2 separate regions of the Rattus norvegicus genome follow, and region 2 is linked to region 1. Evidence: chromatin contacts called from public Hi-C data. All regions are on one chromosome and are shown on one strand. Each heading gives the region's core, a stretch centred on a gene start, on an enhancer-like site or on the middle of the called end of the contact. The rest is flanking DNA. Distances are from core to core; before and after follow the strand shown.

The links. A called contact is a pair of places that touch in the nucleus more often than the background predicts.
Region 2: a Hi-C map of mammary epithelial cells shows a contact between it and region 1, with 5 times the contacts expected there. The contact joins the enhancer-like site here to the promoter of Cdk14 in region 1. A contact is called at or near these places in 2 of 12 Hi-C or Micro-C datasets (the A7r5 cell line and mammary epithelial cells).

The regions. Positions count from the first base shown.
Region 1 is chr4:29,619,554-29,624,209 of GRCr8, forward strand. It overlaps Cdk14 (cyclin-dependent kinase 14), which reads left to right and starts at 1,664. Exons shown (of 15, transcript NM_001395582.1): 1 at 1,664-2,257. The coding sequence starts at 2,167.
Region 2 is chr4:29,708,832-29,714,023 of GRCr8, forward strand. All of the region lies in intron 2 of Cdk14 (cyclin-dependent kinase 14), which reads left to right. Among named protein-coding and RNA genes, the nearest start is that of Cdk14, 90 kb to the left of the region's middle. Within about 2 kb of position 1,935, at least 21 of the 93 cell types and tissues checked have an H3K27ac peak or open chromatin away from gene starts, as enhancers often do. A contact at or near this core is called in the A7r5 cell line, where this site is marked.

The DNA.
Region 1 (4,656 bases), core at 414-2,913:
GCCCCGCCTCCTACGTTCCTCCTTTTGTTTTCAGAAATTTTGTGTATTTCAGAAATGTATATATTTTTGCATATTTTGCCATAGTTTGATATTAAATATGGTTTTCCCTATTAACCCTCGATATAGCAACTCAAGTTTCCATTAGTTTAAAAAAAATGGTCACGAACAATAGCTTTGTATGCAGAGATGGTAAGTTGGCTTTTTGAAAGATTAGAAAATTAGAGATATTGGGGAGGTAGAAAAGATACCATATGCATTCACGTGCAGGTCCATGCACACATACACACAGTGTGTGAGGACAAGCACACTGGGCCTGTGTCCTTACTCAAACTGGCCTTTTCCAAATGGACAGCAGTGTGACCACATAAGTATAGCACTCTAAATTTTTATCTTTGACGATTTTTTTTTTCGTCTTTGTTAGCTGGAAGAACCTATCAGTGTTTGGCTCTCTGTCTCTGTCTCTCTGTCTCTGTCTCTCTCTGTCTCTCTGTCTCTCTGTCTCTCTCTCTCTGTGTGTGTTCAGTTGTAACTGCTAATTTTCTAATTGATCTGACCACGTGATAAATGTTAAAACTTTTTTTTCCTGTATCAGGTCACACTTTGATGCCTTCTGTAATTATTGAGATTTGGCTGTCAGGATCCAACATCCCTGCGTTTAAACTATCTTGACTTTGCTCATGAATTCTTGGCTCTCTCCTCTGTTAGGGGCTTGGCTTGACTAGCTAGCTGCCTTTTATCAGTGGCAATCTACCAAAACCCTGTAATGTGCTCAGCACAGGGCGGAACAAATCCGTGTTCTACCTCACAATTTAAGGAAGGCAGGGGGCTAGTTTTTGTTTTAAGATAAAAATCTTTTGACAAAACACAAACTCCCCAAAACTTCCTTTAAACCAAACAGCATTGTCACGCCCACAAAAGCTCCTATTGCTTACACAGCCAGATGACTCAAGATCACTAACATTTCTATTCATAAGGACTTTGCTGGCCCAGAATCAGTACAACAGGCCTTCCCCCATCTTCCTTCACCCTCCCCTGGGAGACTGACGTTTGGAGTACCTCATTTATTAGGGGAAAAAAAAGACTGTGTTTTCTGCCGGAACTGTTTGTCCCGGGACTTTAAAAAAAAAAGCCACCCTTAAGTCCCTTTTCAAGTTCATTCACTGAAGTAGGGCAAGGAGGTGACAAAAGGTAGTAAATTTACTGATGACCTGAGTATCCCTCTGAGGAATCTCTGAGACATTCCTGTCATCCAGAGTCAGGGCTGAGGCAAAACACCCTGCCTTCTGGAAGTTCCAGGGGGCCATTTTCAGCTTTTGCATTGTACCCCAATGAAAATCAGGCCTCTTCTGGCCTTCGGAGCACCCACTTTCCCTGTAAATTAAAACCACCCACCCCACCCCACCCCAAAAAGTCTCTACTAAACCCGAATGCGTCCCCGAGGCACTCGTGCACCGCGCCCGACACTCCCCAACCTTTCCGGGTCGGGGCCAACAAGGATCGCACCGCACCGGGTGGACAGGGTCGGCCGGGAGCCCAGGGCGGCCGGCCGTCTGTCTGTCCGTCTGCCCGTGGGCTGCGGTCCCGGAGCGCGCGGGAGGAGCGCGGCCGCGGCCGGCGGAGCGCGGGCGGCCGGGAGGGGGCGCCGCCCGGGCGCGGTGGGTCCGGGAGGGCGGCGGAGGCCTCGGAGTCGGAGTCGGAACGCGGCGCGGGGTCGCGCCTGGGTCCCGGGCGCCAGGCCTCTGGCCAGGGCAGTCGCGGGTCTCCGTGCAGCGCCGCCCCTCGGGCTGGGGAACTTGTCCCGCGCGCCTCGCCTGCAGCCGCCTGCGCCTCCTCGGCCGCGCCGCCCCCGTCTCCGGTCGCGGCCGCGCGGCTCTGGCTTACAAAGGAGGGAAAATGCGGCGGGCAGCGGCGCAGCGCGGGGGCCCCCGGGCGGCGGGGATCGCGGCCGCCCCCGGCACCACGTAAGACGCCCCCGCGCGCCCAGCCTCGGCCCAGGCCCGAGCCCCGCAGGCAGGCGAGCGCTGCGCGTCGCCCGCGGCCCGCGAGGAGGCGGAGGAGCAGGACGAGGCGCCGCCTTCCCCGCGCCGCGCGCCCTCGCCCGCCGTTGTCTGCGCTGCGCTGCGCTGGACCAGTTTCGCGAAGTTGCCCGGGCCCCGCGTCGCCCAGATGTGCGACCTCATTGAACCGCAGCCGGCCGAGAAGATCGGCAAGATGAAGAAGTTGAGGAGAACTTTGTCCGAGAGTTTCAGCCGCATCGGTGAGTGTGGTCCGCTGTACCCCGGTGTCCTGCGGGCGATCCCCGGGCTCGCTCCCTCGGTCCCCGCGCCCTCTCCGTGCTCAGGGCACCAGCCAGGCAGCTGCCACCTCCGGGTGAGGTGCGGACAGGGATGGAGGAGGACCTCGGTGGGGACTCCCGGCAGGGCAGGGATAAGCTGGAGGGCTACCCCTCTCCCCCACGGTCTGAGCTTCATTCGTGGACTGTCTCAACCCTCCAATTTGAGTTCCTCCTCCCCGCCAATAGTATCTTTGGCGCCTACAGTGAACTGGAGAGGGGACACCAGGTCCCCACCGCCATCGGGGCTCTGTGGCCACCCAGGTTACTTTTTTTTGTTTTTGTTTTTGTTTTGTTTAAAGAGCGTTGGTATTAGGTGTTTAGCCAATAATGTAGCTTTGGGAATTGTCGAAACGTTGACAGGCGCCTGATGTTTTTTAACGTACTCAACCTAAAGGAAGTGGGACAGATACCTTGGGACCTTTTGTTCCGTACTTCTGGTCCTATAAATGGAGGTTTGGGTGTTCAGTTTGTAGGTCTCTGAACCTTCTAGCTGCTATGGTGAAATGCGAGCTGTGAAGTTGTGGGGGCATTTAGAATAAGTCTCATGAACTTGCACTGTTAGTGCAGTCCAGAGGCTATTGTCTTCTTTAAAAAGCAACCAACCAATTTAACAGAGAATAAACAAACAGCAATAAGAAAAAAGGATCGAGGAATGTTTAGGATACTTAAAGAATGAATCCACATTACAGGCTACAGCAAGATGACAGCTGTGTCATGTGGAAGGGGTTTGTTAAATCTTGAGTGTTGGTGGCAGAGAGCGCCTGTTAACCTGAAGGCATACCTGCTATCTAAACTTTTGTCGCTAACTTTCTTTGATACGGGTAACTGCGCAAAGCAAGGGATTCTTATAAGCCCCAAACCAACCCATCAGAGTGTCCAAGCATACCTTCTGGCCTTTGGTTCACCTGTTATGTTAATAAAAGTTAATTAATTAAAAATAAGCCAGTTCCTTAAAATAAAACCATGATGTGCCAGTGAGTGTCAGCAGTCTGTTTCATAGCTCATTATCCGTACATGCAAACTGTCTTCAAATAAACATGGATAAACGTTTAGTCAAGATCATCATTATCATTATTATTATTATCATTATTGTCAATTTTGTTTGACATTTTGCTTTTCCTGAGAACGCTGTTAAGTTATGTGCAGAATGCACATTCGTCATGCCTTTTCTAATCACATGTATTGAATATACAACGGACCCACTTTTCTGAGTTAGGCACGTGAGTGTCGAGTCCTACATTCAAGTCAAGTTTGAAGCCAAGAGGAGTGTGAGAGTGAGGTGGGGAGCCTGTGCATTATTAACAAGGATGTTTCAGGGCTGGATTCAAAACACCACCCAGGCGGGTTCTGGAGTCCATTAGGGCCTGTTCTACAGCACATTAGCTAGATATTTACTAATGCTGATGATTCCGTTGGAGCCCCTCCAGTTTTCTCTTAAATAATTCATTGCAGTTGAGTCTCAGTGAGAAACAAAGGGCATTAATATAAAAATCTTGTATGTTTAAATAATTTTAGGGTTTGATGGCCCGTCAGTAATATTCCGGTTAACTGCAGTGTTGGCAGATAGATATTATAGTTAATTGGGCTTCCCAGATTATTGAGATTTAGTGATGTGAAAGCTCCCCTTTGAGTCTATTGATTCTCAGAAATGCCTGGTATGATTATGTGGCTTTTATATCCATTCTTTACGAAACAGAACGGCTCAGTAAAGAAAGCTGATCATCTCTTTATTGAAAGAGGACTCAGAAGAGCAGGTCTTACTGTGGTATATTGTGAAAGAAAATATTGACATTTTTAAGTGATTTTTGTTGTGTGTGCACCAAACCCAGGATAGTTATTAGGAAGGGCACTACTGGAAAACGTATCTTCTCCGATTTCCTTCACACTCAGAGGCGGTGAACTCATTTGATGACCGAAGGGTTTTTTTATTTTTGAAGACTGAGAGGCAATGCCGTGAGAGTTTTCTATGGGTTCATATAATTCATAAGCAAGGAATGTGTTCTGTGGTTTTGTTTTGTTTTGTTTTGTTTTTTTTTTTTTGGCACTTGGTGAAATGATGATGCAGTGTCTTGTGTGGCAATGCTATAAAACTCAACAAATGTTTGCAACGTGCTGTCATTATTAGGGATTAGATGGTCTCGACATGATGGTATTATAGGTAGAAAGCAAGGAAAGAAGAAGTGGCCACAGATTTGTAGTATAGCATCCTGAAAACATGGTAGATTTTGGAGTTGGACAGTTCTGGGCCTGGCCCTCTGTTTCCCTCACGTCTTGGGCAACCAGTAATTCCCTTAAACTCTTGCCTCTTCACCTGCATGTCG
Region 2 (5,192 bases), core at 685-3,184, 90 kb after region 1:
TGTACAAATAAACTCAGAAGACTGACTTCAGCCAGCCGTAGCTGAGCAGATCAGGGCCCGACCAGAAGCTTGTGAGAAGAACCTTTGAACTGCTGAGTCCAGGGAAGCTATTCCAAACAAGAACTGGGGAAAAGCTCTACCTAGAAGGGCACTTAAATTAGACTCTTTAGGGGGAGCAGGGTTTGGCTAGGCAGGAGTCAAGCAAGAATCTTTTGTTAGTAAGTGGGACTGGTATTACTGAAAGCAGAAGTAATTGTGGGACATGTGAGGCAGAACTATCGTGATACATAATGCACACGAAGATAGGATGTGCTAGGTTGGAGAAGGTTTTGATACCCGGGCAGTACATTTTTACCCATAGTCCTTGGGGTTAGGGTTCCCCTTACCCTTAAGAAGGCACTTCTGTGCATGCTGACAGGAGCCTGATACTGCTGTCTCCTGAGAGGCTCTGCCAGAGCATGACAAATACAGAGGCAAATGCTAGCAGCAAACTATTGAATTGAGAACAGGGTCCCCATTGGAGGAGTTAGAGAAAGGATTGAAGGAGATGAATGGGTTTGCAACACATTTAGTGCAATGCCAACCAATCCGAGCTCCAAGGGACTAAACCACTACCCAAAGAGACATATGGACAGACCCATGGCTCCAGCTGCATATGTAGCAGAGGATGGCCTTGTTGGGAACCAATGGGAGGAGAAGCCAAGGCTGGACCCCACACCCCCAGTGTAGGGGAATTTCAGGGAGGGAAGATGGGAAAGGGTGGGTTGTGTAGGGAAAAGGGGATAACATTTGAAATGTAAATAAAAAAATATCCAATAAAAAAAAAAGAAAAAAAGAAGGCAATTTTTAAAAGCAGGCTTTTACCTTTAAAAATAGCTAACCGTTTTCTCCTCCAAAAGAAATCAAAACAGGATGACATTGTTAGTCCTAAGGGGATTTAGGTTATAGGAGCTGTCCTGAGGCACCGTGAGTAATACCGTTGTGAGGCCATGGCATTTTTCTCCCACAGATGATGTAAACTCGGAGCAGTCACTGCAGTGGCAGCAATGGCAGCTGCTTCAGGAGAGATGAGGCAGCCAGTAAACACTGGCTTAAGTCAGCTGTCAGACTTGACTGCCGAGAAACGGGGCTTAGAATTATGATCTTTTTCTCCCTCAGTCTCCCATAAATCAATTCTCACAGAGTACGGATGGCAAAATACAGTGCAGGAGACTGAGGCTTCTGGGGAACCAGATGGAGTAAAGTTGAAGAGATGGAGGTTGTGTTAGAGAGGTCACAGCAGTCAGAGGCCACACGTACGAGAAACTCCTGCGCCCCACCCCTACATGGAGAATGAGCAGAGAACATGACTGCTTCAGAGATTTTCTTTGGAATCCATTATCTGGTTTTGACACATCGGATCAGTCATAGACCAGTGAATACAGATTTCTAATGCAAGTCAGTAATGATTACCCCCTGCCCCAAAAAAGTAAGGGGTGGAAAAATTGCTTGTATTAAAAATCCTAACCATAATCCTTGGATTGTTTTCCTAGGATTCAATTAACCTTTTGTATATTAAATTAAACAGTTAAAATTTTTGTTACTCATTTCTCTCTGATAGAGAATTGTTATTGTTATTGTTGTTGTTGTTGTTAGTATTATTATTATTAAGAAATGTGTGGAAGTGACCTAACATTCATACATATATTTAAACTTGGAGTCAATAATCCTTGGCAGTGTATTTGATGCTAACCAAAAATCCACAACTAATAGATCACCATAAAAGTAAGCTGGAGTACAAATACGTTCTGTATTTGCTATATTTCAGGTACTGTAGTGTTTTGAAAGTGTCTAATTGTAACTTAATAAAGCCTCAGCTTTCATCCCAGTGGGGCGGTGACCTACCCTGAGCTTTCTGAGACTGTGGGCTGTTCATTCCACACTGCCGTAATCAGCGGTGACCTCAGACAGTTGAAATAGCGTTCATGTGAGCACAGTGTTTACAGTGATGATATCACCTCACCATTCCAGAACCCACCCGTAATCAACCGGCAGGCTTTCCTTTCCTGTTCCTCTCACCCCACACACCCACACTGTGCTTTTAAAACCTACCTGGCTGGGCTACAGAGGTTATTAAACAGGACAGACCGGTCCCTTGCTTTACCCGTTTCTCTCAGTGGAGCCTGAACTCCTCTCTCCTCCATTCTTCCACCCTCAGGGCCTTAGTTCTCAGACAGATCGACAGACAGTTGGTGCACACTGCCAGTACCAGCATCACAAATGTCCATGTAATTATCTTAGACTCTGCCACACGAGGACAACCAGAATTGCTCCATGAGGTTGGGGAAATGGAGAGAGATGTGCAGTTTTAAAGATGCTTGTGGTTACCCTGGGGACCCAGAGGTGTTGCTGCCACTGATTTCCACGATTGCTTTAATCTGGGAATTTAAGAACTTTGCTTTCGGTTGGATTAGATAGGCCTTCATCTCCAGCAGCCCTTGTTGTTTTGTGTATTGATCTAAGGGGTTGTCTAGGTGGTTAGATGTGAATAGAGAAGGTCTTCACATTGTTGAACAAGAACCAGCAGAGTGTGGAGCAGTATTTCTCTTTGGTTGTTGCAGAGAGATGTTTTTTTGGTGGATTTAGAATTTATAACGTTGACATAACTGGGTAGAGTTTGACCTCAAAATGACATTTGAAAATGCATATTAATTTGCTCTGGTTATTCTGAAAGCATTAAACACAATTACCTACATTCGAATTATCATTTAGGAAGGTTCAATGAGTTAATAATAAATTGGTTGGTAAACAGATGAAAGAATTTAAAAATTGGTAATAAATTAAAAGTAATTTTCTGATGACCCAACGGAAAGAGAAGTGTTCAGAATTGAGGAAATTTTTATATATTTTAACATTCCTGGTTTTCCTTAACACTTAGAAGCTGACTGACTTATATAGCTACTCTGTTGATGACTGACTTAACATCTTAAGGTTTTTACATAGAAATTAATGCATTTTACTTACACACATACAAAAAGAGAGAGACAGAGGGAAACAGAGAGAGAGAGAGAGAGAGAGAGAGAGAGAGAGAGAGAGAGAGAGAGACTCTGTTAGAAGAATCTAAACATCTATCCTAGAGGCTCTTAATTTTTTTGTTTTTTGTTTTTGTTTGTTTTGGATTTTTTGTTTCTCTCTCTCTCTCTCTCTCTCTCCCTCCCTCTCTCTCTCTCTCTCTGTTTTTGAAACTCAGTCTCACTGTGAAGCTCTGCTGGTCTGAAACTGTATGTGGAATAGGTTGGCCATGAACTCAGAAAAATCTGATTGCTTCTGCCGGCTGATTGCTGGGATGAAAGGTTTGTGTCACCAAGCCCAGTTTCCAAGGATCACAATTAATAAGCTGTTGTGTCCTCAGCAAAATGTACTTCAAGGCAGACTCCAAAGTTGCTGTGCAAGGCAAAGGCACTGATTAGCCTTTTTAGGGAGAGACTTGGGACAATGAGGGGTGTGAGTGCCTGGGGTCAGGTGACATGAGTGAGAGTTGTAACTCTAACTGGCTCCTATTTAAGTGGTTTATTTTCTTAGCGTCCCAGCTTCCTTATCTGAAAAATGGATTGAATGCTCGTGCCTGCCCAGCTCAAATAGAATTCTACCCACCATGCATGGCGGCACACGCAAAGGGCATTCCACAACTCTCAGTATTATTAATTGCACTGATCACTAAATATTTTTATTTTCTTTCTTATATTTCTTCAGTTTTAGTTTACAACGTATGTACTAACTGGACAACATATCCCAACTTAGTTTATTTCATCTTAGATAGAAGTCTCTTTAGAAGCATTTAGCAATGCCGTGTGTCGTGGCATTCCCTAGCTTCAGAATGAGGGAGAAGTCTTTAAGCTGTGCCATTTTAGGAGCAGGCACGGGCATTGCTTCCCGTTGTAGCTAACTCCAAATTGAAAGGTCGGTGCAGCAAATGTATGGAATCTTTTACATATTGTGATTAAACCACTTTTGTATCCAGATACTTGACAGAGAGAGTGAGGGAGGGAGGGAGGGAGAGAGAGAGAGAGAGAGAGAGAGAGAGAGAAGGGGGAGGGAGACGGGGGGGGAGAGGGAGAGAATAGAGTATTAAAATTATATTTACTACGGTTTCTTTCACAAAGATCACTTTAGAAAGTAAAAATAAAATAAAAAAACAAAAACATAAAAATAAAAGCAAATAATTTATAGGTTATAAATATAACCACTATTGTCTTGGTCCTCAGCTTACATTTAAGAACTCTGTATTGGGATTTTTTTAAAATAATTAATTTATTTTATATGCACTGGTGTTTGGCCTGCATGTATGTCTGCATTAGAGTGTCAGATCCCCCGTAACTGAAGTTACAGACAGTTAGGAGCAGCCAGAGGTTGTCGGGAATTGAACCAAGTCCTCTGGAAGAGCAGGCAGTGCTCTTAAGTGCCGACCCATCCCTCCAGCCCCTGTACTTTGGCTTTTTTCATCATAATTGCCCAAAGCTTTTTTGGTAAACTATAAAATGTACTCTTCATTTGGCCACATGCAGCACAGTGATTTCAAGACCATTCACAAATGGCATATTTGACACAGAGGATACAAATCGCTTGTGTTTATCTCTGTTCTGGTCCACGAGGATATAGCAGTGGGAAAACCAGATGAAAGCCCCTGTCCTCTTGGAACTTAACTCTGGAGTGAGGCAGGCAGTAAGCACCCAGGCTTCACACAAGGGACAGTTTTTTTTCTCCATCTTTATTAAATTGGGTATTTCTAATTTACATTTCAATTGTTATTCCCTTTCCCGGTTTCCAGGTCAACATCCCCCTAACCCCTTCCCATCCCCTTTTATATGGGTGTTCCTCTCCCAATCTTCCCCCCATTCTACCCTCCCCCCAACAATTCTGTTCCCTGGGGGTTCAGTCTTGGCAGGACCACGGGCTTCCCCTTCCACTGGTGCTCTTACTAGGCTATTCATTGCTACCTATGAGGTCAGAGTCCAGGGTCAGTCCATGTATAGTCTTTGGGTAGTGGCTTAGTCCCTGGAAGCTCTGGTTGGTTGGCATTGTTCATATGGGGTCTCGAGCCCCTTCAAGCTCTTTCAGTCCTTTCTCTGATTCCCAGGGGTCCCGTTCTCAGTTCAGTGGTTTGCTGCTGGCATTCGCCTATGTATTTGCTGTATTCTGGCTGTGTCTCTCAG